6 separate regions of the Mus musculus genome follow, and all the other regions are linked to region 3. Evidence: chromatin contacts called from public Hi-C, Micro-C and promoter capture Hi-C data. All regions are on one chromosome and are shown on one strand. Each heading gives the region's core, a stretch centred on a gene start, on an enhancer-like site or on the middle of the called end of the contact. The rest is flanking DNA. Distances are from core to core; before and after follow the strand shown. Region 1 has its middle 9.9 kb from the start of Gm40153. Region 2 has its middle 63 kb from the start of Gm40153. Region 3 holds the start of Ppa2 (pyrophosphatase (inorganic) 2). Region 4 has its middle 39 kb from the start of Gm40153. Region 5 has its middle 39 kb from the start of Tet2. Region 6 holds the start of Npnt (nephronectin).

Region 1 (3,654 bases), core at 539-3,038, 360 kb after region 3:
TCTTCCTTTTTTATCTATGCCCTCCCTTCCTCCACTCTCCACACAGCATCAAGTAAAAATGCTCCAAATGTTAATCTTGGTTCATTGCTTAGAATACTCAAGGACTTCAAATTCTGCACAAAGTTCAAACCTCCTACCCTAGCATATTGGGCCTATAAAATCTGTAAAATATTCTGTTTCATTTTATCACTTTATCATCCGTGTTATCACTCATTATTGTATGCTACCCTGAATCTTCTGCAGTCCCTGTGACTGAAGAGCCGTGGACGTCTCTGGCTTTCCCAAGCTTGTTTCTGTTTCTTGATTATTTCACTCACTAGCTTTGGTTCTAGAACAAAGCATTTCAAAGGCATTCTTTAGATCTTGCTTGCTGGTGTGTCTTGTGGGAAACACACACCAACTGTGTTTGGTGTAGTTATTCCTGTATTTCATTGTGTGTGCTTCTGTCTCCTGGGACTACAGCTTCTCTGAGCTCCTACCCCCACGTTAATACCCCCCAGGACAGAGACCACATACATCTTCCTCTCTTATGCTCTGCAGGATGCAATGCACACAAACTATGCAGCAAAATGTCTTAATAGTCAAATGTCTGGTAGAGTCTTGGTTGTGAAGAACAAAGCTTACTTCTGGTACTCAGCAATGTCACCAGACGTCGGGCAGCCAAGTACCTGACAGAGATGACAAGAGGTCCCTTTGATTATACTGAGAATTTGGGGACACAGGTTTGAAGAGATATAAAGAGCCAAGAAGATTTATATGAACTTTGTTGTTTTACTGTCACTTGACTAAAGCCAGATAGTTGTTCATCCACAATTTTTTCAAGTTCCTACCAAAATAACTAATTTTCCCAAATGTTCGATAGTTTCTAACACTAAGTAGTTTATAACATAAAATGGATAAATGTGTTAGCGATGGGCTGCCACATTGAATTGATGGGCTATGAATTCCACATTGTCTTTTCCTGGTTAGAATTACCCAGAGGAGGCATTCATATTGTCTCCTCTATACTGAATTCTAAGGGTTTAAATGCTTATAAATATATTTATAGGATTGAAATATAAAATTAAATAAAATTTAAGTATATATCAGATTTAAATATATGTATGAAGACTGTTTTTAAGTTTGCAGATGATCCATGGATGAAGATGAAGTATTTGTCTTATTACACGCTTCATGCCATTGTAGTATCATACAATTCAGACGCATTAAAAATACTTAGTCATACTTCCAGGGTTTCTGCCAAACTTCTGTTGGTTGTAATGTAGTATTTAATTTGTCTTGAATTTCTTTCTTGTGTGAACTGGTGGTGGTGATAGTAAGAATGTACCCATTCCAACTTTTATTTTACACCATTTGAAAAGAAGTCCTGTCATACCTCAAAGGAGCCACTAGAGTGTATACTCATTGGTCCCATTATATTCTATAATCTGTTCTTCACTGAGCTAATGAAGACACACAGTGGAGACAGCTGCTTGTTGGCTTGCCACTGAATTCTCTCATGTGTAACACAGGGCCCAGCAAGTATCAAACATGAACGATTTAAATCCCTGGATTAATGCACTGACTGAACATTTTTATTGTGGCATGTTCAGATTTTGTCTAGAGCAAAAATCTCTCCAATATTCTGGATAGAAAGATGTTGGCCCCTCGCCATAGGAGAGCTGTAGATGAGGGCTGGAAGCTTCCCTTTCAGCAGATCTGAAAAGGGAGGGCGGCAGGGTAGCCACTGCTTATGAACCTGGCTGTAGGAGCACTGCAGAGAGTTGTTCTCAGGCCGGTGTCTGTGGCCACTGGAAACTTTTGCTGATGATCTCAGAGCCCGCTTATAGCAGGTGATTCCTGGGAGATGTGTCGGCAGCCAGGCAGTGCGGCCAACGATGATCTCATTCGCCTGCCAACAGCTGCTCCGAGAAAAGTGACTTCTCTTCCAAATGTTATGAATGTCTCATTGGCACAATCTATTTTTGAATGATATGGAAACAGGTTTCTGGGAAATGGAGTTCTTTAGTGTAGATAACTGTGAGCATAATAACAGTTGATAGATAAGCTGCAATCCATCCTAAGATCATTAGCTGAGAAGTGTTTGTTTGTTTGTTTTTTATTTTTTTTGGATGGGGAGTGGGGGAGTTTTAAACACACACACACACACACACACACACACACACACACACACATACACATACACATACACATACACATACACATACACATACACATACACATACACATACACATACATATACATATGTATATGTATTGCCTCCCCCCAGGGTCTTACTATGTACTTTTGGCTAGCCTGGAACTTCCTATATGGACTAGATTAAAACACAGCTATCTCTGGCTCCTGAGTGCTGGAATTAAAGGCATATGCCAACATACCAGGTTAGAAGGAAGCTCTTTACTGAAGTAAGAAGTAATTAGTCTGCAGCGTCCATGAAGAGAAAAGAACCAGTCTCCCCTCTGTCCTTCCCTCCCTCCCTCCTCTCTTTTGCTTTTCATCTATGGCATCATTGTTATTATTACCATTTTTTATTTATAAATTTGTATAATTTTATGTATTTTGTGTTATCATATAATTGAATTTTTAACTTGTTTTTTTTCTCCCTAAAGTATTCATTTCCATTCTTCTTTTTCTTTTTTTTCTTTTTAATTAGGTATTTTCTTCATTTACATTTTCAATGCTACCCCAAAAGTCCCCCAAACCCTCCCGCCCACTGCACCCCCCCCCCTTCTTGGCCCTGGCCTTCCCCTGTACTGAGGCATATAAAGTTTACAAGACCAATGGGCCTCTCTTTCCACTGATGGCCGACTAGGTCATCTTCTGATACATATGCAGCTAGAGACAAGAGCTCCGGGGGTGTACTGGTTAGTTCATATTGTTGTTCCACTTGTAGGGTTGCAGACCCATTTAGCTCCTTGGGTACTTTCTCTAGCTCCTCCATTGGGGGCCCTGTGATCCGGCGTAGTCTCACAAGAGACAGCTATATCAGGGTCCTTTCAGCAAACTCTTACTAGTGTATGCAATGGTGTCAGCATTTGGAGGCTGATTATGGGGTGGATCCGCGGGTATGGCAGTCTCTAGATGGTCCATCCTTTCATTTCAGCTCCAATCTTTGTCTCTGTAACTCCTTCCATGGGTGCTTTGTTCCCAATTCTAAGAAGGAGCAAGGTGTCCACACTTTGGTCTTCGTTCTTCTTGAGTTTCATGTGTTTTGCAGATTGTATCTTATATCTTGGGTATTCTAAGTTTCTGGGCTAATGTCTACTTATCAGTGAGTACATATCATGTGAGTTCTTTTGTGATTGGGTTACCTCACTCAGGATGATGCCCTCCAGATCCAAAGAACTCAAGAAGGTGGACTCCAGAAAATCAAATAACCCCATTAAAAATGGTGCTCAGAGCTAAACAAAAGATTCTCACCTGAGGAATACTGAATGGCTGAGAAGCACCTGAAAAAATGTTCAGCATCCTTAATCATCAGGGAAATGCAAATCAAAACAACCCTGAGATTCCACCACACCAGTCAGAATGGCTAAGATCAAAAATTCAGGTGATAGCAGATGCTGGCGAGGATGTGGAGAAAGAGGAACACTCCTCCATTGTTGATGGGATTGCAAGCTTGTACAACCACTCTGGAAATCAGTCTTGCGGTT
Region 2 (3,625 bases), core at 190-2,689, 420 kb after region 3:
TAGTTATAGGCTCTTCATCTTTCACTTGGCAGTGCAGATATCTACCATTTTCTGTCACTGGTCAGTCAGAAATTAAATGGCACTTTGGTTTGGCTTGTTGCCATCACAGTGGACATTTCTAACTAGGGATGTGCAGTGAACTAAGATCCGGGAGCTGTATAGCATCACAGAGCTGTGCTAACCATGGCCCTTAGTTGTCTCATCAATACATTGAAACCACTGATATTTCCTTCATGTTCTGATATCTTATAGTTCCCACATTATATACTTCTGGCAGAAGTCACCTCTTTCATTTGAAAGAGGAGCAAAGGACACAAAGATGTAGTTCACCAGAAAGCATTAGAAGGTAGACCAGCTTAAGGGAGTCACAACCTTGACAAGATACCTAGTCTGCAAATTATTTGAAGTTTCATAATTTTGTGGCTTTAACACCAAAGTTAAGTTCAATTAGGGTGACGGTGCATAGCTCTGTGTGAGAAGCAAACTTTGGACATAGGGAAATTCTGAGAAGCCTGAGTCTGGTAAATTTGGAATAGTTCTTTGATATCATAAGGTAGACATTAAAAGAAACAGTTTATGCACACACACACACACACACACACACACACACACACACATTCCTAAGTGCATAAATACAACATGATTAGTCCACATAATGTCACTTATATGTTTGTTTTGCAGCAATTAATGAGAAGAGAGATCATGAATTTGAAAGAGAGTAAGGATCAGTTTATGGGAAGGTTTGGAAAGAGGAAGTGACATAATTATATTATTTGTTTGACATTAATAAAATAAGAGTTGTGTGTATTTCAGGATCATGACTTGGTGTTAAGGCTGGTTTTATGAATACAGCATAGATGTTTTCTTAGTAGTAGAAAGGTTCCTTAAACCATATACTTTGAGATGTATCACCAAAGTAGTGTGAAGAAGCCAGTCTCTGAGTCACTGCCTCACCTCTTCTGAACCATGGTAGCTGAGATTGAGGGAAAAGGCTACAATGGAAGGAAGCTCAGGCCTGGCCTCAGATGCACTTTCCATATGAAGTTTAAGGTCTGGAGGACTTGTGGGGCAACCAGCACAAATAACTGGGGTTAGAGATCTGAAAGAGGTACCAGTCTGAATACAGAGGTCTCTAAAGGCTTTGTTAGTCCATCCTTCCTCATAGCCCACCCCCCAATATTTTTTTTAGCTGAGTTTGAGTTGTTGTTTGTTGTCTTTTTTGTTTTGAAAGAATTTTAATACAAAACCAAACACCAAACAAAATACCCTCCCAAAACACAAAAACACAAAACAAAACACACAAGCAACAGACCGATTTAAAAAAAAAAAAAGCCAAACAAAGCAAAATAAAGCAAAAAAGTCCACAGTGTGTTTTTTGTGTCTTTTGCAAAGCACCAAGGCTACCTGTGGGTCAACGCAATTTTAGAAGCTTTTTCTTGAACTATGAGCCCAGGATGTTGATTTTTGACAGAGCTCTTCTGCAGCTTAGCTTACTTCTTTGAGTAAACACAGCACTAATTAAAACATATTGATCTTTTCATGGTTAAAAAAAAAAGCCAAATATCTTGTACTGCTTTTTATTATATTTTTTCTGTCTGCTTGTTTGTTAGTTTAATGTGAGTGTGTGCTTGCCTGCATCATGTATGTACACTACATGCATGGCTGGTGTTCACAGAGACCCAGAGAAAGCATTGGCTCCCCTAGAGCTCGAGTTATTGATAGTTATGAGATCTCATGTGAACTCTGGGAACCAAACCCAGGGTGTCTGCAAGAGCAATAAGTGTTCTTAACTACTGAGCCACCTCTTTAGCCCTCACTCTCACACCCGTATTTCTTGACTATCAATACAAGTTCACTGTTAAATTGTCTTTTGCTTTTTTTCTTTTCCTGAGAAAATGCACTCAAAACAATTAATCCAGCCTCGTATGTGGAGCTCAAAATATTACTTTCCCATTACTGTTTACAAGGCTGTAGGTCATACTGAGAAGTTATAAATAGTATAAGGTTGCAAAATTGTAAGTAGTATGAGAGTAACTGTGTCATAAGGGAAATGAAATTCAGAACAACAAGGGGTTAAAAAGAAAGCAAACATTCAATTAGTACCTGAGTGGATTCTACAAAAAGTTCTCTGATTCATTCTCAATGATTCTAGGAGGGGAATGTAGATTTTACTGTTTCTGTGTGCCACAGAACTTGTGAGAGAATGGCTGGCAATTAGCATAAACTTGAAGCCAAGTAGCTGGAAAAACATGTTCCAGGACATTGCAGATCAAATTATATCTCTATAAAAAGAATCTGCTAGATGTTCCATTGATGGAGCATCAACCACAAAAGGATGGTTTAAAGGATTCACTCATTATCTAAACACAGAATCCCTTGGCCATGTTTATGTGCCCTGTTAATAATACTCTGTGAACCCAGTAGGAGAAAATGGGACTGAAGTGTCACACAAGATGTTTTTCTTCTTCTGAGATTTGAATTTCAGTATTTGATTTTTGAGAATCACTGAAAAGCAATGGCTGCTTAGAGAACTTCTTTGGGAACGGTGAGCTTTCAGGGGATGTAGACAGCGGTACTGCAGAAGAGCTCGAAGACAGCGGGTGCATTGTGAAGCTTTTGGAATCCTTGCTCTGGCTGCCACTTAAAGGCAGCAGAAGAGTTGAAGCAATGGCTCGGTGGTTCAGAGCATCTGTTGTTCTCACCAAGCACCTGGGATGGGTTCCAGAGCCCACAAGATAGTTCAACCATTAACTCCAGCCGAAGGAATTCAAGGTCCATTTTGATTTTTGAGGACACCACACATGCATTTAGTATAGATACACACATGCAGGCAAAACACATAGCATAAGATAAAATAAACAGAATAAAAGGCATTGAAACATAACCTAATCTAGGGGATTTGTTTGTATCTACTTGTGTTAGAGAATGTTTTTGTGTGTCCTTAAAGTCAGCAGTCACACGCTAAAATTTAAATTATGCGAATGGGCCAGCTGTTCCCTAAACTATCTAAAGCCAATCAGTCTTTGAAAAATATTGAAGAACTTATATACACATTTTAAAAGGACATTCATTCAGATAGGTGCTTGCAAAGATTATGTATGGGGTTATATTACAAAAAATATCACCACTAGCACTTTGATACACTATACTATCTACCAGACAGAAATCAGAGAGGGAAACACTTTCATTTATATCACTAAAAGAATCTAAACTTATTAATAGCCTTTGGGAATATTCAGAAACTTGATAAAGTAAATTATAAAACTCTACATGATAGTATCATGGGAAGATTTGAGGAATCAGACAGATGTACCTTGAAAAATAAAATTAAATGTTTTAAAAGAAGTCATTTCTGTTTATGTTTGTTCTCTCTGCATTAAGACATCAAGAAAAAAATAAACTCTGTTTCTAGTGAATATGGTAAAGAACCTGGCGGAGCATTCTAAATTCCACTTTGAAGGATTTACCTTGTACAATTGCAGCTGAAAGAAAGCTAAAGAAACAAAAATATTATGAGGGAAGATTGCTCTAACAGATGTGAAGGTCTGTTATTATAATGCTGAATAAGAGCCAGATGATGCCGACTAAGGGAACTGATTCTCAGACCCAACTGTGTTCAGGGATT
Region 3 (3,949 bases), core at 695-3,194:
AGAATGATGGCTAAGCTCGGCTACATACCAGTCACCCCAACCCTCCAAGCTCAGCCAGTTTTCTCTTTTATTTGTAAATTCTGGATCTGTGCTCAAGAGCTTTTTGAACATTTGTCTTTACCCCTGTTTTGTAAAGTCCTAGAATTAAAAATTAAGACACACACTTACTGTCTTAATTTCATCATTACTGTGAAGAGACATTATGACCAAGGCGACTCTTATAAAGGAAAGCATTTAATTGAGAGTAGCTTGCAGTTTTAGAGGTTCAGTCCATTATTACTATGGAAGGAAATATGGCAGCATGCAGGCAGCCATACTAGACAAGCTGAGAGTTCTACATCTTGATTGGAAGGCAGTCAGGAGGAGACTGTGTTCCACACTGGGCGGAGCTTGGATACAGGAGACCTCAAAGCCAGGCCCCCACAGTGATACACTTCCTCCAACAAGACCACACCTCCTAATAGTGCCACTCCCTATGTAATTCAAACACATAAGTCTATGGGGGCCTTACCTATTCAAACCCCCACACTTGCTACATGATAGTGACAGATGTCCACAGAGGAAATTCAGCGAGTTAGGTTCCAAATGTCTACATTTGAAATGGACAACTATTGTTGAATAAATATCTTCAGAAATTTGTATTTTAAAATTAACCAGTAAGCCAACTTTGTTCTCATAACATGTATTGTATATTCGGTTTTGATCCACAGGTATTTCAGTAAATTATAGAAAATGAAAGATGAGATTTTATATGTTCAAAATCAAGCCATTTCTTTTTAATGCCATAAAGTAATATGTTCCTAAATCACATACCCGGAATTTGATGCTAATTTTAAGAATCTAGACTATTAGACAGCCCAGAACCTTGTTTCAGTAGGAATTTCTTTCTCAAATATCCAATATTTGAAGTTTAGGTGAAATTTTAAGCTTTCTTTTTTTAACATAGGCAGAATCATATAAATCAATGAAATAAACGCAGGAAGGAAATGTTTCCATTTTTTATAGGACAACTTAGCTTGCAACTCCGCCTAATCATGTTGACGTGTTACAAAGCCACTAATGTCAAAATTTTTTAGAGACTAGGCTAAGCAATGTCTAAGTGGCTAGTGGCACCTCTAAGAGATCCTTTCTGAAACCTGGGTAAAACCAGTTTGGGTTTTAACTGTCACAATTTAGATGCAGAAAGAACCCAGTAGGTGAGGATGTGAGCCTTGCTCACAGTTGGAGCAGAAACTGGTAGAGGTCCGGAAGACCATTCCAGTGAGGTCTTCCCAATCAACTGGTCTACAGAAAAGGGCAATGGTTGGTTCCTTCCTTAGAACCACAGCTCCCGTTGTTACTGGACCAGACTGCAAAGACTGCTGTTGTAACTAGTTGTGGCCACCGGACCAGACAGAAATACTTGTGAAGTATGCAATTGCAGAGAAGTTAAAAGTTACCTGTACTTGGGTTAAATATTAAAGGGCCTTATGGAGGAAGTGGCGTTTGAGGGAATTACAGATTTAGGATAAATCTGTGTCAGATGTCTTCACAAGGACGCTCGATCATTATACATTATAGTCGTGTGTGTGTGTGTGTGTGTGTGTGTATGTGTGTGCGCGCGCGCGCGCGTGTGTGTACACTCCCTCCTTCCGGCTTGGATGTTCCTTTAGAAATTTCTGGAGGTATGCATGCAACCAAGTGCTACATTAATGTAATCAAAGTCTGACCGCAGACACTGACAGTGTGTGAGTGGGTGCGTGGTGGTGAATTCCTGGGGCTTCTAAGGTCCTTGTCTTGATGGTCTTCGGCCTCTGAGGGCTTGTGGAGCAAAGTGGAGAGGTAGGTGGCCCCAGGAATGCAGAAGAGGGTGGGACTTGATGCCACTTGAGGCCGACCGCGGGGAGGCAGTGCGGGCTCCGGGCGGCAGGGGGCGCCGTCGAGCGGCCGCGCCGGGCCCAGCACCGACCCTGCGGTTCTCGCAGACCGTCCGCCATGCGCGCGCTGCTGCCGCTGCTGAGCGTCGGCCGAGGGTGGCGCGTGGGGGCCGCCGCCCGCCCTCCGCGCCGCGTCATGTCCCTGTACCGCACGGAGGAGCTGGGCCATCCCCGCTCGCAGGACTACCGCCTGTTCTTCAGTAAGTCGTTCGCCCAGCTCCGCGCCGGCCGGCGGAGGGGCCGCGGCGCCGTGCCCTGCCCTGCCTTGCTCTGCCCGGCCGGGTCCGCAGCCCGCGCCCAAGCCCGCTGCGGAGGGGACCGGTCTCGGTGCGCAGGGTGGCGCGGGGCCAACCGCCCTCTGCAGCGACCGCAGCCGGCCCGCGGCGCTGAGCTCCTCCCGCTGACCTCCGCGCCGTGGCCCGCCGCTCGCCCGCGCCGCCTCCTGGGCGCTGCTAAGCCCATCCGCCTCCGTACGGCCGCAGAACTTTGGGGACCGGGGTCTTCACTCCGAAAGCGAGTTTGCCTGCGACCGCGACCTTGCTGTCAGCGCAGGCGTACAGGCAGGGAGGAAGTGGGAGGAGAATGTGAGCCAGGCGCTGGGATAGGCTTGTGTGCACAACGCCATCACGAAACCTTTTGTTTGGTAAGGTTAACTTAAAAACAGCAACAGTCAACTGAGTTTTTAACCTAAAAGTTTGCACCCTGAATGCCATCCACAAGCAGGAGATTGGCCGGCGTTCTGGCGAGAATGTGGTGCCTTTTCTTGCCCTGTACGTTGAGCAAAACCTAGAAAGAGGGCCGTCTGGGCTGCCCTGGGCTGACGCCAAAGACAGAAAAGCTCCTGGCCACTTTCCTTTTTCTTTTCACTCTGTAGGTCTCGTTAACAATCGCGTGAAAATAGCCACGTAGATGGGTTGCTTTCAGGCCTCCTTTACTTAATACCAGGTAGCGGAGCGGTTGCAATGTCAAGGCTTGTGCACACCTCTTAGGAGGTTCCGCCCTGAAGAGGTGAAGCTAAATCTTGTTCCGAGACCCCCATGCTGGATGAGTGTCTTAACTTGCTAAGTATTAGAATTTTTTTCCCCTATAAGATAGGGCTGCAGAAGCGGCTATGTATGTTCAAAGAAGTCACCGGACTTATAGTATAACTTGAAATCATTAATAACTGTACTTTGATTTTTACAGTTACTTTTCTGGAGCTGAAGGTTGAAGATTATTTTGTGATAAAGGAGCAAACCTAGCTTAAACTCTTTTTTTTTTTTTTTTTTTGTATTATTTTGAGACAGGGCCTCACTGGGCAGCCCTGGGCAGCTTGGAACTCACAGTAGTACACCTCCCTCTGTCTCCTGGATTGAACACATGGGGCACTTCGAATGGCAAACTCTTGTCATTGTAATAAATCTTATAATAAATAGTTTCTTCACAATTAGTTTCTGTTTGCTCCTCTACAAGAGACCCTGTCTTGTTTCTTGTTGAGGCGAGATGGATTTAGGTCTTTTAAAAGAGGGTGTGTACACAACCGGATCCTGGGTAGACAACAGTCTCCAAACAAGAGCAACCATAAAAATAAAACAACAGAAGGAAGGGAAGCCCTTAATATGTGTGCTCATTTCTGAATGGGTTATATTCCCAAAGTTACAATGTAACAGCCACTGGGAGTGTTTTCCAGAAGAGATGCTGTTATATAATGGCAGAAAGCCCAAGCAGAAAAGCCTGTGGGTATAATACGGTGGACGTGTCTTGGGTTTTCAATAAGTGCAGTAATATGTCATGAATGTCTCCTATCAGAAACACAGTAGTCTTTCTACGGTGACAGAATTAATGGAATAACAGTAAATTGAGACGCTGCATGGGGTTTATGGAGCCCCACTTTACCCCTGACTACTGGCGCAGGCAAACACAGGTTCTTTGTGCACAGGTGCATGCCAGCAGTATGACGTCTTGATCCTTGGGTGCTGTTTATTGTATTTTTTGAGGCAGAGCGTGTCACTGATCTGGAGGTAGGTGAGGCTAGATGGCCAGGGGCCACCGAG
Region 4 (3,772 bases), core at 6-2,505, 310 kb after region 3:
TCATCCTAATATTTTTCCACGTTCAGAATATCCACTGACTTGAGGGTATCTAAAAAGATCTCCCCCATGGTTGTTAAATCACCTTCTTTTGAAAGTATACCATGGACAAAATAAATGTCTTTCTGAGGACAGGTGCTTTGAAGGCGTGAGAAAGCAGAACAGTGCTGGTATGACCTCAGAGGCTAAGGGATGGATGCCTCGTGCCTCATAATACTTCTGAGAGGGCCTTTCCTGGAGGAAGCATTTAGTAGATGCTTACTGAATACACAGTGAGTCTAAATTAGAACAGAAAATCTATTTTTTAAAAATATTTATTTATTCATTATATGTAAGTACACTGTAGCTGTCTTCAGACACTGTGGAAGAGGAGTGTCAGATCTTGTTACAGATGGTTGTGAGCCACCATGTGGTTGGCTGGGATTTGAACTCAGGACCTTTGGAAGAGCAGTTGGTGCTCTTAACTGCTGAACTGTCTCTCCAGCCCCAGAAAATGTATTTTTAAAACTCCTTGCTATGGTGATTATCAGACAACTGTATCATCTCAAACATTTCTCTGCCTGCAGATGTCATCATGCCTTTCTCTTAATTTGGGAGATTTTATCATGTCTACCAGTGGTACTGAGGATTAATATCTGAAACCATTTCACTGGTTATAAGGCACTGAAACTATTATAATTAGGCACTGCCTGGGCACTCCTCCTTCTTGAGAGAGACATAGACCTTTGCCTTTTGTTCAGTTATTTCTCAGAATAGTATTCCTGTCTTGGCTCCTAAGTAGAAACTTGACTTGCTAGGCTTATTTCACAGTTGCTTCCATCCTTTGACTTCCTGTTTTCACAATGTGCCCGCCAACCAAATGTATCTGTGGTTTTAAAGCACGTGCCAATGGGACAGATATCAGGCAGAAAATGCATCTACACATCCCAAAAGGCCTCTGTTAAAATCAGTAAGATTGCACAAGGCAGGAACCTAAGGAACCATTCTACGAGAAGTGAATGGTCAGAAATTAGTTCATTCAGTGCTCTGTCTGAGCCTTAATAAGCCATGCCTTATCTCTTTGAGCCAGTGGGCAGCTTCTAATTGGTAAGGGTCCAAGGTAAGGCAAACACGTGGAAGGGGACCTCTCTGCCTGCCTTTATACATCAGCGAGATAGCCCTATCATACATCAACGGACGGCCTTCAAGTTGACAACAGGAAAAAATGTGACTCAGCTCATACAAAGGGGGAAGTCCTATGCTGGGCGCAGACAATGGCTCTGTCATTTTGCTGTGTTGCTGGGCTGTCGTCTCTGTGAAGATATGCAGGGCTGGGGACTCAGCCTTCTCTGAGACAGAGCATTTTAGCATCTAAGGTGGAACAGAGCAAAGGAAACAGCAGGAAACTTATGGTCAGGATGGTAAAGTGATACCTTCCAGTCAGTTGTACTTCATATAGCAATGAAAACAGGAAAGGGTCAGCACTGAGATAAAAGCATAAAACAATCCCAAAACCAAAACCCAAATCCAAAACCCCCACCTCCTTTGAATGATGGAGTCTGGAGAACAATAAAGGATGTATTCTGTGAAAGAGTCACTTATTTTTTTCCTCTTATATTTATATATTTATAATTCCCTCTGTAGAAGTACCAACCTGCTTATGGATGTAGAATATCATATGGCACTAAACAGTGTCTACATATGGTTCACATGTTATCTTGTCATCAGAGTTTTGGGGGAGACTTTTGAGACATACAGCTGAGGAGAATGTGTCTTTCTCTAGTATCTGAGTACTTCCAGCTTACATACAACACCACCACCAACTAGGGAGACCACAACTGTCACGTTCTTATCAGAAACCATGTTCCTAAGATAAGCCACTTTATGTGTGAGTTCCTGTGTGTGCAGCCACTTGTCTCTGCATGGATGGTCTGTTATTAATTGCTGCCCCAATGTGTCTTGTCACATCACCTTTTCCAGTGTCTCATTTGTCTGAATCTGCATTCTCTTCTGCTTCTATAGGCGAGGAGACTGTGGGGGAAGGTGCCCATTAGGCCCCCAGTGAGACACTGAGTTATTAACAGCAGCGAGAAGATTACCAAAACTTTTCAGGCCTTTGGAATTTGGTAGGAAAGACATTTACAACAATTTACAACAAATCATACATGAAAACATGACTTCTAAGTTTCAGTCTTTTGAAAAATAATGTTAATTTTTGACTTAGAGTGTGACAAATCTATTTTACTGTGATCTTTTAACTTGTGGTTATTCTGGTATGGGTGCTTGTGTAGTAGCCATGTCACAGTAGCTTGTTAAGGACAGTGGCCCCTCCCCCTTCTGCATTATCACCACCTTCACCTCTGTCTCCTTGGTACACTGTGCCTGAAATGTGTCAGTCATGTTTGTATCAGGCTTAGATCATTCAAACTTACTAAAGAGGAATGAATGAAGGTGTTCATTTAGGAAGTAGAGTGAGTTAGGAGGTTTTGTTTTGGTTTGGTTTTGGTTTTTGTTTTTTGTTTTTTGACAAGGTCTGACTTGGCTGGTCTAGAACTCTCCACAAGGCTGGCCTCCACCTCCTGAAAGTCTACCTGCCTCTGCTTCTTCCTCTCCAGCATTGAGATTAAAGGAGTCTGCTGCCGTGTCCCAATGATTACCTCTTGACTTAATTCTACCCACATATTTCCAGAACCTTCCTTAATCTCAGATTAGAGAGAAGGTCCCTGCCCCTCACCGGCTTCCCACTCTTCAGTGTGGCAGAGCCTCTCCTTTCTCTGTTCCTGTTCCCACTCGTTCATGTCCCATCGCAGTAACAAAATGACTATAGTCTTACTCACCAAAGCTATTGTGTGAGTCAAAAGCAAATACTCTGGCAAGTTGGGAAATTTACCACATCTTCTGAGCCCCACACTAGCAAAAATTACAAATCTATGGAGCTGGAAGAAGAAAGTTATACATGCCATTTCAAATATCCTTGGGGCTAGCCCCATTGCTTGAAGCAAAAATGGTCAAATCTCACCTTGGCAATAGCACCCTGACCATTCTCTTTGGGCTGTGAACTGCCCACAGTACATTCTGGAACTCCTGATGTCATCCTGTATTTTCTCCCTTTCCTATGGTATACGTCTTCTAACCCACCGGCCTACTTTCTTTTGCTTTGTACTTGAATATAAGGAAAAAAGATCTTCATTGTCTTACTAGTATATCTTAAGCTCCAAGAAGAGCATGCTGCATGCATGAAGCTCAAGATTTGTAGAAATAAATGAACCAATATCCATCTATTGTCTTCCCTTACCTAAACCTCTAAGTGGAGCAACACAAATTGAAATTCATTTTCATAGGGCCCAGTAGAGAATTATTCCCAAATATAACCAAGTTTTGTTCTCATCCAGCATGACTGACCACAAATGAAATATGAAGGCACAGCTGGGCAGTGGTGGTGCATGCCTTTAATCCCAGCACTTGGGAGACAGAGGCAGGCAGATTTCTGAGTTCGAGGCCAGCCTGGTCTACAGAGTGAGTTCCAGGACAGCCAGGGGTACATGGAAAAACCCTGTCTTGAAAAAAAACCCCAAACCAACCAACCAAACAAGAAAATCCCAGAAAACAAACAAACAAAAAAAGAAATATGAAGGCACAGTTCAAATAGACTCAATCCATTATGATATTTAAAATGCCTACTTGGACACGAGACTTTGATAGATTCCAGGAGACAGAGATGAGTATGCTGTTACTTCTGTGAAGGATTTCGTCTATTAGGAGACAGGGATAAAAAGTGCCCTTTATCATAGTTTGA
Region 5 (3,802 bases), core at 362-2,861, 270 kb after region 3:
TTGTCATAAGCAGGTTTTCTAATCTCAAAGCCTCTTGTCATTCCTTGAAAAGATGTTTCTGTAGCCCCAGATGAAACCGAGGACTAATGCAGTGTTAATGTAACTTGATGCAGTTAATATGAAAGAGAGAACTTGGGTCTGACACGTCAAAAGTTCTATTCAGTTTGGTAAACTTTGCTGCACAGTGTCCAACTGTTTACCAACAGCTCTTTCTGGCTGTAATGGGAAGTGGGCCACAAGGCAGCAGTTTGCCTTCTCCCATACTTAGCCTTCCCCAGGTCGAGTCAGAATATAGATAGCTGTGGTTCACAAGGCATCTTCTCTTTCTACAGTGTGGGAGGTTGAAAGGGACTGCATGTGTCTAGAATTGGTTTGCAGACGGCAACAGTAATAAGTATTTCCGTATTATTGAGCGTTTTCTTTCTGTGGCAGTAAGTGGCCTGGGATGACTGTCTCACTGCATAAGGCTCATCCTCTCTTTCTTCCTCCCTCCTTCCTCTCACTTCTGTCCCATGTAGCTGGCCACCCCCGTCACTTTCTGAGTGTAAATGACGGCCCCTGGCCTTACTATTTCTTTTTATCCTTCGTAGCCAGCATAAACTTGATGCAATAGTAAATGATGTCTCATGAGCAGGAATTCTTTCCTTTGAGGGAAGGCTCCCTTTGAAGGTTTCCATCCCCTCAAATATATGTGATATTAAATATGAGGGGGATTGTGTGGGTGGAGGATGACGAGGAGAGGGAGGTGGGAAGAAGAGGTTATGGGGGGTGAGAAACAGACATGTTCTCTCATGGGAAGAATACCTCTCACAAAACATACACACACATATGAAAGACGTGAAGGCAGAAAGAGGACTATTTAGGGAGAAGGGGACAATGTAGGAGCCAGGGGACAGTGGAGCAGAGGGAGGTAAGGGTGAGCAAACATTCTGTGCTACCCATGTGTGAAAATGTCACAGTGAAGCCCATTACCCCGTGTGCGAACAGTCATAGTACAAAATGGCTTTACACCTTTTAGACTATTGGAGAAGCACACACATTCATCTTACTTCTCATTTTAGAGACAGGCTACCCACGAGGTGATTCTCCACCATATCGGCCTAAGATACATGATGCAAATGGCTGTTCCTGTCACATTACCTCATTTTTGCCTTTCCCCTCAAGAAATCACACAGCTGCCTCAATTGAGGAAAGAAATTCCCCTGGGCTAGTTTACTTCAAAAAAAAATTTCAACTTTTTCTTTTTCTTTTTTTTTTTTTTTCTGTTTCTTTTTTTAAACCACAAACTTAATTTGCATCTAGAGCTTCCTATTTTTGACTCTCGATGTTACCCAATAGATACCACAGTGTAACTGCTCCTGTCCACACTCGCAGGGGAGAACCCCTGTGGTTCTGATTAGAAGAATAGCACTAACCTCCAAAGATCTCCTGTCCTTATTTGCAGAATTCAGCAATAATTAGTATAGGGGTTTTTAAAAAATTCATCTTTCTTCCCTCTGGTGAAGGAAGTTGGACAAATGTTGAGCATTTCCGAAAACGTAGTATGCTACCTAGTTGGGGAGTTTTAAATTTTTGCCTGTAAACACCTTACTTATTGTTTGTTTGAAACAGGATTTCACCATATAGCCCTGGTTGGCCTAAGCTTGCTCTGTAGACCAGGCTGGCCTTGAATACACAGATCTACCTGCTTCTGCCTCCTGAGTGCTGGAATGGAAGGCGTATACTATACACCGTGCCCAGCATAATTTACTTATTAAAAACTTCTGTGAATATATTTTTTTCTTGCTGTGAGACAGAGTCACACTTTGTGGCTCAGACTGCCGAGGAACTCACGATCCTTCAGTGTCACTGTTCTGAGTGCTGGGCCTTCACACTTCCTCGTGAGAGGTTTCACTTTGGGAAAAATTATTCAGCTTTTTAAAAAAGTATTTTTATGTGGTGTGTGTGTGTCTCTGTGTGTGTGTGTGTGTGTGTGAATGCATGTCACATGTGTGGAAGTGTCAGAAGAGCCCAGAAGAAGCCGGAAGAGCACCTTGGATCCCCCGAGCTAGTGTTACAGGTGGTTAGAATACCTGACATAGTTGCTGGGAACCAAACTCTCAGGTCTCCTGGAAGAGTAGAAACAACTACCAGGTAATCCTTGCAGCCCTACAACTTTAGTTTTAAAATTTCAAACTTACAGATAAATGCCAAGACTAATACAACATTGCTTATGAATTTATATCACTAACATCATCAATTATCAATATTTGGATTGACCCACTTTGTCTTTTATTACAATATGATTTCTGTCTCAATTAGTTGACAGTAACATCAAGCATTCTAGAAATTTATTGGTCCTTAAACACCACATATATCATTAAGCAATAATGATATATAAATATATATACACACACACATACACACACACACACACACACATATATATATATATATATATATAACCACAGTGCTGTTATTATTCTTAGAAACTGTAGCAATGTGGTATCTATAACTCATGCCCAGATTTCCCCAATTCTTCCCAAATTACAAAATTATTACAGTCCGGGGTTCCAGCAAGGCCTGTGCATTTGTTCATTTGAGGTTTCTTTAACAGAGATCAGCTTTCACAGCCTTGTCATGCTGTTCATGACACATATTTTGATATCTCTGGGCTCTAGCTTACCCTTCTTGGTTTTTCAGATGGAGCTAGTCTGTTCCCCATGGATCAAGTATACCTCCTGCCCTTCCACTGCCTGCTTCCGTGGTTATTCTGGGTAGCTTTCATTTGTTCCTTTTTACCCCCTAGGCTTCCACACTAGTCTTTTATTTCTCTGGAAAGCCTCTTTTATCTTTTATTTTGGGTTAAACTTTGGGACACTTTCTTTTATTTTATTTTTACATTTAATTTTTCTTTTCTTTTCCCTCTGTAGACTCTTGCCTGTTTCTTGAGATAACTGACTGTCTTAGAAGCAGCTGAAGAGATGGCTCAGCAGGCCAGAGCCCTTGTTGCTTTTGATGGGGATGAGAGATCAGGCCTCAACACTCTCAGGGCTGTGCACAGCCTCCTGTGACTCCAGCCTGAGGAGAAGGCATGTCCCAATCATCTGTGACAGCCCCAGGAGAATGAGTGTCCCCTTCTGGCCTCTGCAGTCACTTCCCTCATGGTATATATGCAGAGAAAACACTCATGTGTTTCAAATAAAGATAAATCTTTTTGAGACAGTGTTCAAGACTTATAATTGGCTTGTTGTTTGTGGTCACTTTTCTGAGTCTAGTGCTTTGCTCATTGGTGACAAATTCCACTCAGCAATAACTCCGATGTCACAAGCATGTTCCAGAGTGAAACGGCAGTTCTCCCTTGAGGGTGTGACTTGCATTTCATCACTCTGATTTTCTTTGCTTTGGGTAGGTTTTAACTGAAATGCACATTTTTCCAATGAGAATTGGACTAGTACTGGTATTTTAAAAATTGATTTTAAAAGTTATTTTATCTGTATGGGTGTGTTACCTGCATGTATGTCTATGTACCACATGGGTACCTGTTGTCTGTAAAGTGCCAAGACAAGAAGAAAGTGTCAGATCTCATGCAACTGGAATTAGAGATGGCTGAGAGCTATTGGGTGGGTGCTGGGAAATGAACCTGGATCTTTTACAAGAGCAGCAAGTGCTCTTAACCACTGAGCCAGAAACCAGTGTAGTTTTCAAAAGGTCAATTACATGTCCTTGAATTTATGATGAAAATGCATTTTAGCATATTCTTGGCTCAATAGTCATGGGGTCTGATTAGTTTGTTTGACACAGACCTTGAGTTTGAGGTTTA
Region 6 (3,763 bases), core at 223-2,722, 360 kb before region 3:
AGACTCCAAGTTTAGGATGCAGATTTATGCATCAGATCACACTTACACCTGTGACTGTTAGCCTGTTTAGATTCACACCTACCAGACTTTCTGGACACCTAGGCTGTGTGTGTGTGTGTGTGTGTGTGTGTGTGTGTGTGTGTGTGTGTGTGTGTTTCTTTGTAAATGGACACCTAGGCTGTGTGTGTGTGTGTGTGTGTGTGTGTTTCTTTGTAAATATGTGTGCCCCAAAGTAATGCACCACAAATCCAAATGTGGGCAAAGAATTGCTTTTGGAAAATAAAAGGCTTAGCCTCTGGCTGCTTTCCACTCTTCTTTAAACTCTTTATCTCTTCAATTCATCTTCGCTTTACCCTCAGGCTCAAAGTACAAAACAACCCCAACTTCTATTTCCTCCGACCAGGTGGTGAACCGGGAGCGGGTGCCTTTTTCTTCCGCGCTCCGAGGCTTTTCCTCTGGTCCCCTCCAGGGACAGGAAAGCCAATCAATCCTGGAATTGATTCGTTCCAAGATTGCAGGTAAAACAGGTGCGGCATCTTCAAGGCAGCCCTGGGACAAGCTCTGAGGGATGGGGACAGGGGTGAGTGGTGGTGTGAGCCAGCGGGAAACCTGTCCAGCTGAGGCCTTCAGTGGGGACTGAGCCCGGGATCTCCGGGGAGATCGCGCGGTGCGCTGCCTTGGGGGGACACGCTGAGTGACAGCAGAGACCCTGCCGGAGGTTGTTGGGACCTGTCAGAGCAAGCAACAGTCAGGCCCGCCAGGTCTGAGCGGTGCCGCGTGCTACACACACACACACACACACACACACACACACACACGCACCCCGAGCGCCTCCTCTCAGTACTCATGTTAAGCTTGTGTACACCGTCCCCCCTCCGAACCACAAACCGAGAGCCCTCGGGTGCCATTTGTTCCAAGTACGGTCCTCGCCGCCACCCTTTGTCGAATCGCCGGGTCACCTGCAAGTTTCCCCTCGGGACACAGTCCATCCTGATCACTGGCTGTAGGGACGCTCCACGCGTCACCTGTGTCCCTGCTCCTGCCCGCTCTCACCGCACACGGGGCACGAGCCTCTCTTTCTCCTGAGCCCGGAGCCAGGCTGCTCCACTCGAGGTCCCTGAGGGAAAGGGGAGGGCACCCGAGACCCGCCTCACCTCCCGTCGAAGTCGGCAGCCACCTGCAGGTAGAGCGAGGACGCGAGCACCGCCGCTAGGAGCACAGCCATGCCGGAGGACCGGGACGCGGGGACGCTGAAGGTTGCGGGGAGCTGCGCGTCCCGGGATCTCCCGGCCGCCTTCGGCGCGGCACCCGCGGCTGCTGGGACGCACAGAGCGCAGCGCGCAGCCGGGCAGGTCTGCGGCGGGCTGGCAGAGCCCCTCCGGCTCCCTCCTGGCGAGGGGAGGCGCTGCGGCGGGAGCCGCGCCGCCCGCGGGGAGGGGCGAGGCGGGAGGGACGCGCCGCGCAGCCCGCCGCCCTCCCTGCCCCGCCGCCCTGGTGCCCTGGGCGCGCGCCGGGGCTCGCCCCTCCCCGGGCCCCAGGGGCAGGGGCGGCTCAGGGGCGGGGATGCGGCGCGCAGGCAGCCTCGGCCACGGGTGGCGCTTGCCCCCGGGCTGCGAGAAAAGTTGGGAGCAGAGCTAGGGAGAGGGCTTGTCGGGTGACCTGCCTGAAAAAGTGAGCCCAGCCGCCAGAGGCTGGGGCGACAGTGGGGTTGGAAGTGGAAGTACGCGTTCTGTGGGGGTAGACAGATGCCCCCCCACATACACACACAGGTGGTCTATAGGGGAGAACCCAACTTTTCTGCACCTACCGGAGGGGTTCCTGGACTGATGAAGGCAGGCAGACCCAGATTGCTTCTCCTACAGAGCTGGAATATCCCTGCACCTTTTAACGGGGGTGGGGAGTGTGGTGGGGGGGGTTCGGCTCTCAGGTCGAATTTTGAAGAAGAACTCTGGGCTCAGGAGAAAGAGAAGAACCTTGGAAAACTGTCTGTGTCCTGAAGCTCCACTTGGTGCACCCCCGTGGGTAGGGCAAGTGCTCCACCCCAGAGGAAGGGGAGTTAGTTACCACTTAGCTTGTGGTGTAGCTGGTCTTGAGGGGACCTCTTTAGAACCATTTGAAGTAGTTACTGAGCTATCATAAAAAGCATTGCACCAAAGGACTGAAAAGAAATGATTTTCATAAATATACGTTCAAACTTAAATCATTCCCGTCCTTAGGCCATACCCCCAATGGCTGGCTGTCCTGTCCTCTCTCTCTTCAGTCCATGATCTCCTGGCCTGGCACCCTCTAGGCATGCATTGAAGAGGTTGTGTGTATAGCTGAATCTCACTTCCTTGCCTAAAAGTCACCCTAAAAGCCAAATATGAATGCTGTTTAAAATTCTTATCTTCCCCTCTGGTGTCACGTCCAGCCATACTTTGCCTTCCCCCCCCCATTGTACTGATCTTTTCTCTTACAGCATAATTTGTTTATCTATGTCTTCTTTCTGTTGTAATGTAAACTCTCCAAGAAGAGCTATCTTTGTTTAGTGCCTACAACATTGCCTGGCACATAGTAGGTGCTCATAAATGTTAATCGAAAGTATTTGCTACCGTACATTCAACTGTCACTCCGTTCGCATCATTTTAAGGTTTCTGCTACTTCAAATTGTTAACGAAAAGTTCTGTGCCAGTTTGGTTACACTATCCTGATTTATCAGTATGTGTAAAAACAGGACTTTTCTGCAAGAAAAGGAAAAATAATAGTTCTTTGATTTCCAAGTTGCTTCTGTTAGCAAAAGAAGTTTCTATTTTAATCTCAGAAAATTATCCTTGCCGGTTCAGGCTTGGGACACTGTTTGAGGCAAACAGCTTGGTGTCATCCATTTCAGATGCTTCTAACAAAGTCCAAAATAGTCTAAGAGGCATAATATTTTTTTCTGCAGAAAAGTCAAATGTTTGTCAGTGTAATGTAGGCTTGCTTCCCGACCCCACTCCTTGGTGGCATGCATTGCTTATTGGCTCCTGTTCGGTTCCTGAAAGAGCTCCATTGGCACAGTGGATGGTTGGGTTAACCTGCAGGCTAGAGAATAACTTCAGAAGAGGGGAGAAGAGTGATAGGTGGAAATAAGACAGTGACTGCACACTTCTCTGACATAGGTAGGGTTTTTTTTTTTGTTTTGTTTTGTTTTTTTTTTGGCCCAGAAAACTTCCACATTCCTTCACTTGAACAATCTCCACTTATACTTTTTGGATCCATGCTTATATAATTTTTTGGCTTGTCTTCTATTATATGGACTTCTATAATATTATATGTCTCCAAGAGCAGCTCTTGGCAAATTATGTTGTCATTGCCTCTCTGCCACATTAGGTCTTTCTAGCCAACAAGAAGCCAAAGGTAATTCCTCTCGTGTCAGTACATCCTGGGTGCTCGGCCCACTGGCTGGCACAAGGCTTAAATAGGTTGAATGGACAGGCACACTGTCTGTTGCACACTCGCTCCTGCCTGGAGGAAGTGGATATTGTATCAGTCTCTTGTATCATGGCTTGAGGAGACGATAAAGGATTCCCATGGTGTATCAGGCCATTGTGTTATAACTAATGAACACTAGTGATTGTGTTGTGCCAGAAAACATCATGAACCCCCAAAAGATCACCAAGGGGCTGATTCCAATGCAATCTCACTAGGATCTCTTTACTCAAGCTCGAGCTTGGGCCACACCACTGTCTCTGATGCAGGAGAACAGGAGGGAGCCTCCAGCCCATATAGAGGCAAGAAGCAGGTA

The links. Promoter capture Hi-C pulls out the DNA fragments that hold promoters and counts their contacts. Hi-C and Micro-C count contacts between places; a contact is called where the count stands out from the background.
Region 1: a Hi-C map of myocytes shows a contact between it and region 3, with 2.7 times the contacts expected there. The contact joins the enhancer-like site here to the promoter of Ppa2 in region 3. A contact is called at or near these places in 5 of 39 promoter capture datasets (the C10 cell line, cranial neural crest, embryonic stem cells and 2 more), 2 of 484 Hi-C or Micro-C datasets (muscle stem cells and myocytes), 1 of 115 datasets of contacts at active chromatin or transcription factors (fibro-adipogenic progenitors) and 2 of 9 other capture datasets (adipose tissue and liver).
Region 2: a contact with region 3 is called in a promoter capture Hi-C map of liver, with 2.2 times the contacts expected there. The contact joins the enhancer-like site here to the promoter of Ppa2 in region 3. A contact is called at or near these places in 7 of 39 promoter capture datasets (embryonic stem cells, frontonasal cranial neural crest, hippocampal neurons and 3 more) and 1 of 9 other capture datasets (liver).
Region 4: a contact with region 3 is called in a Micro-C map of the G1E-ER4 cell line. The contact joins the enhancer-like site here to the promoter of Ppa2 in region 3. A contact is called at or near these places in 2 of 39 promoter capture datasets (cranial neural crest and second pharyngeal arch cranial neural crest), 1 of 15 datasets of contacts at CTCF or cohesin (embryonic stem cells), 3 of 484 Hi-C or Micro-C datasets (the G1E-ER4 cell line, Th1 cells and bone marrow-derived macrophages), 1 of 115 datasets of contacts at active chromatin or transcription factors (effector CD8 T cells) and 2 of 9 other capture datasets (adipose tissue and liver).
Region 5: a Hi-C map of B cells shows a contact between it and region 3, with 22 read pairs. The contact joins the enhancer-like site here to the promoter of Ppa2 in region 3. A contact is called at or near these places in 5 of 39 promoter capture datasets (the C10 cell line, the HPC-7 cell line, embryonic stem cells and 2 more), 7 of 484 Hi-C or Micro-C datasets (B cells, the Ba/F3 cell line, CD8 T cells and 2 more), 4 of 115 datasets of contacts at active chromatin or transcription factors (embryonic stem cells and microglia) and 3 of 9 other capture datasets (liver, macrophages and pancreatic islet).
Region 6: a contact with region 3 is called in a Micro-C map of embryonic stem cells, with 5 times the contacts expected there. The contact joins the promoter of Npnt here to the promoter of Ppa2 in region 3. A contact is called at or near these places in 4 of 39 promoter capture datasets (embryonic stem cells and stem cell-derived epiblast-like cells), 1 of 484 Hi-C or Micro-C datasets (embryonic stem cells) and 1 of 9 other capture datasets (pancreatic islet).

What each region holds. Positions count from the first base shown.
Region 1 is chr3:133,671,468-133,675,121 of GRCm38.p6, forward strand. No RefSeq gene overlaps it. Among named protein-coding and RNA genes, the nearest start is that of Gm40153, 9.9 kb to the left of the region's middle. Within about 2 kb of position 1,789, at least 47 of the 459 cell types and tissues checked have an H3K27ac peak or open chromatin away from gene starts, as enhancers often do. A contact at or near this core is called in muscle stem cells and myocytes, where this site is marked.
Region 2 is chr3:133,724,317-133,727,941 of GRCm38.p6, forward strand. No RefSeq gene overlaps it. Among named protein-coding and RNA genes, the nearest start is that of Gm40153, 63 kb to the left of the region's middle. Within about 2 kb of position 1,440, at least 3 of the 459 cell types and tissues checked have an H3K27ac peak or open chromatin away from gene starts, as enhancers often do. A contact at or near this core is called in liver, where this site is marked.
Region 3 is chr3:133,308,166-133,312,114 of GRCm38.p6, forward strand. It overlaps Ppa2 (pyrophosphatase (inorganic) 2), which reads left to right and starts at 1,945. Exons shown (of 12, transcript NM_146141.2): 1 at 1,945-2,116. The coding sequence starts at 1,975.
Region 4 is chr3:133,622,401-133,626,172 of GRCm38.p6, forward strand. No RefSeq gene overlaps it. Among named protein-coding and RNA genes, the nearest start is that of Gm40153, 39 kb to the right of the region's middle. Within about 2 kb of position 1,256, at least 87 of the 459 cell types and tissues checked have an H3K27ac peak or open chromatin away from gene starts, as enhancers often do. A contact at or near this core is called in the G1E-ER4 cell line, Th1 cells, adipose tissue and 1 more, where this site is marked.
Region 5 is chr3:133,581,945-133,585,746 of GRCm38.p6, forward strand. No RefSeq gene overlaps it. Among named protein-coding and RNA genes, the nearest start is that of Tet2, 39 kb to the left of the region's middle. Within about 2 kb of position 1,612, at least 97 of the 459 cell types and tissues checked have an H3K27ac peak or open chromatin away from gene starts, as enhancers often do. A contact at or near this core is called in B cells, the Ba/F3 cell line, CD8 T cells and 4 more, where this site is marked.
Region 6 is chr3:132,948,819-132,952,581 of GRCm38.p6, forward strand. Npnt (nephronectin) reads right to left here and starts at 1,473. Exons shown (of 14, transcript NM_001287101.1): 1 at 1,155-1,473. The coding sequence starts at 1,225.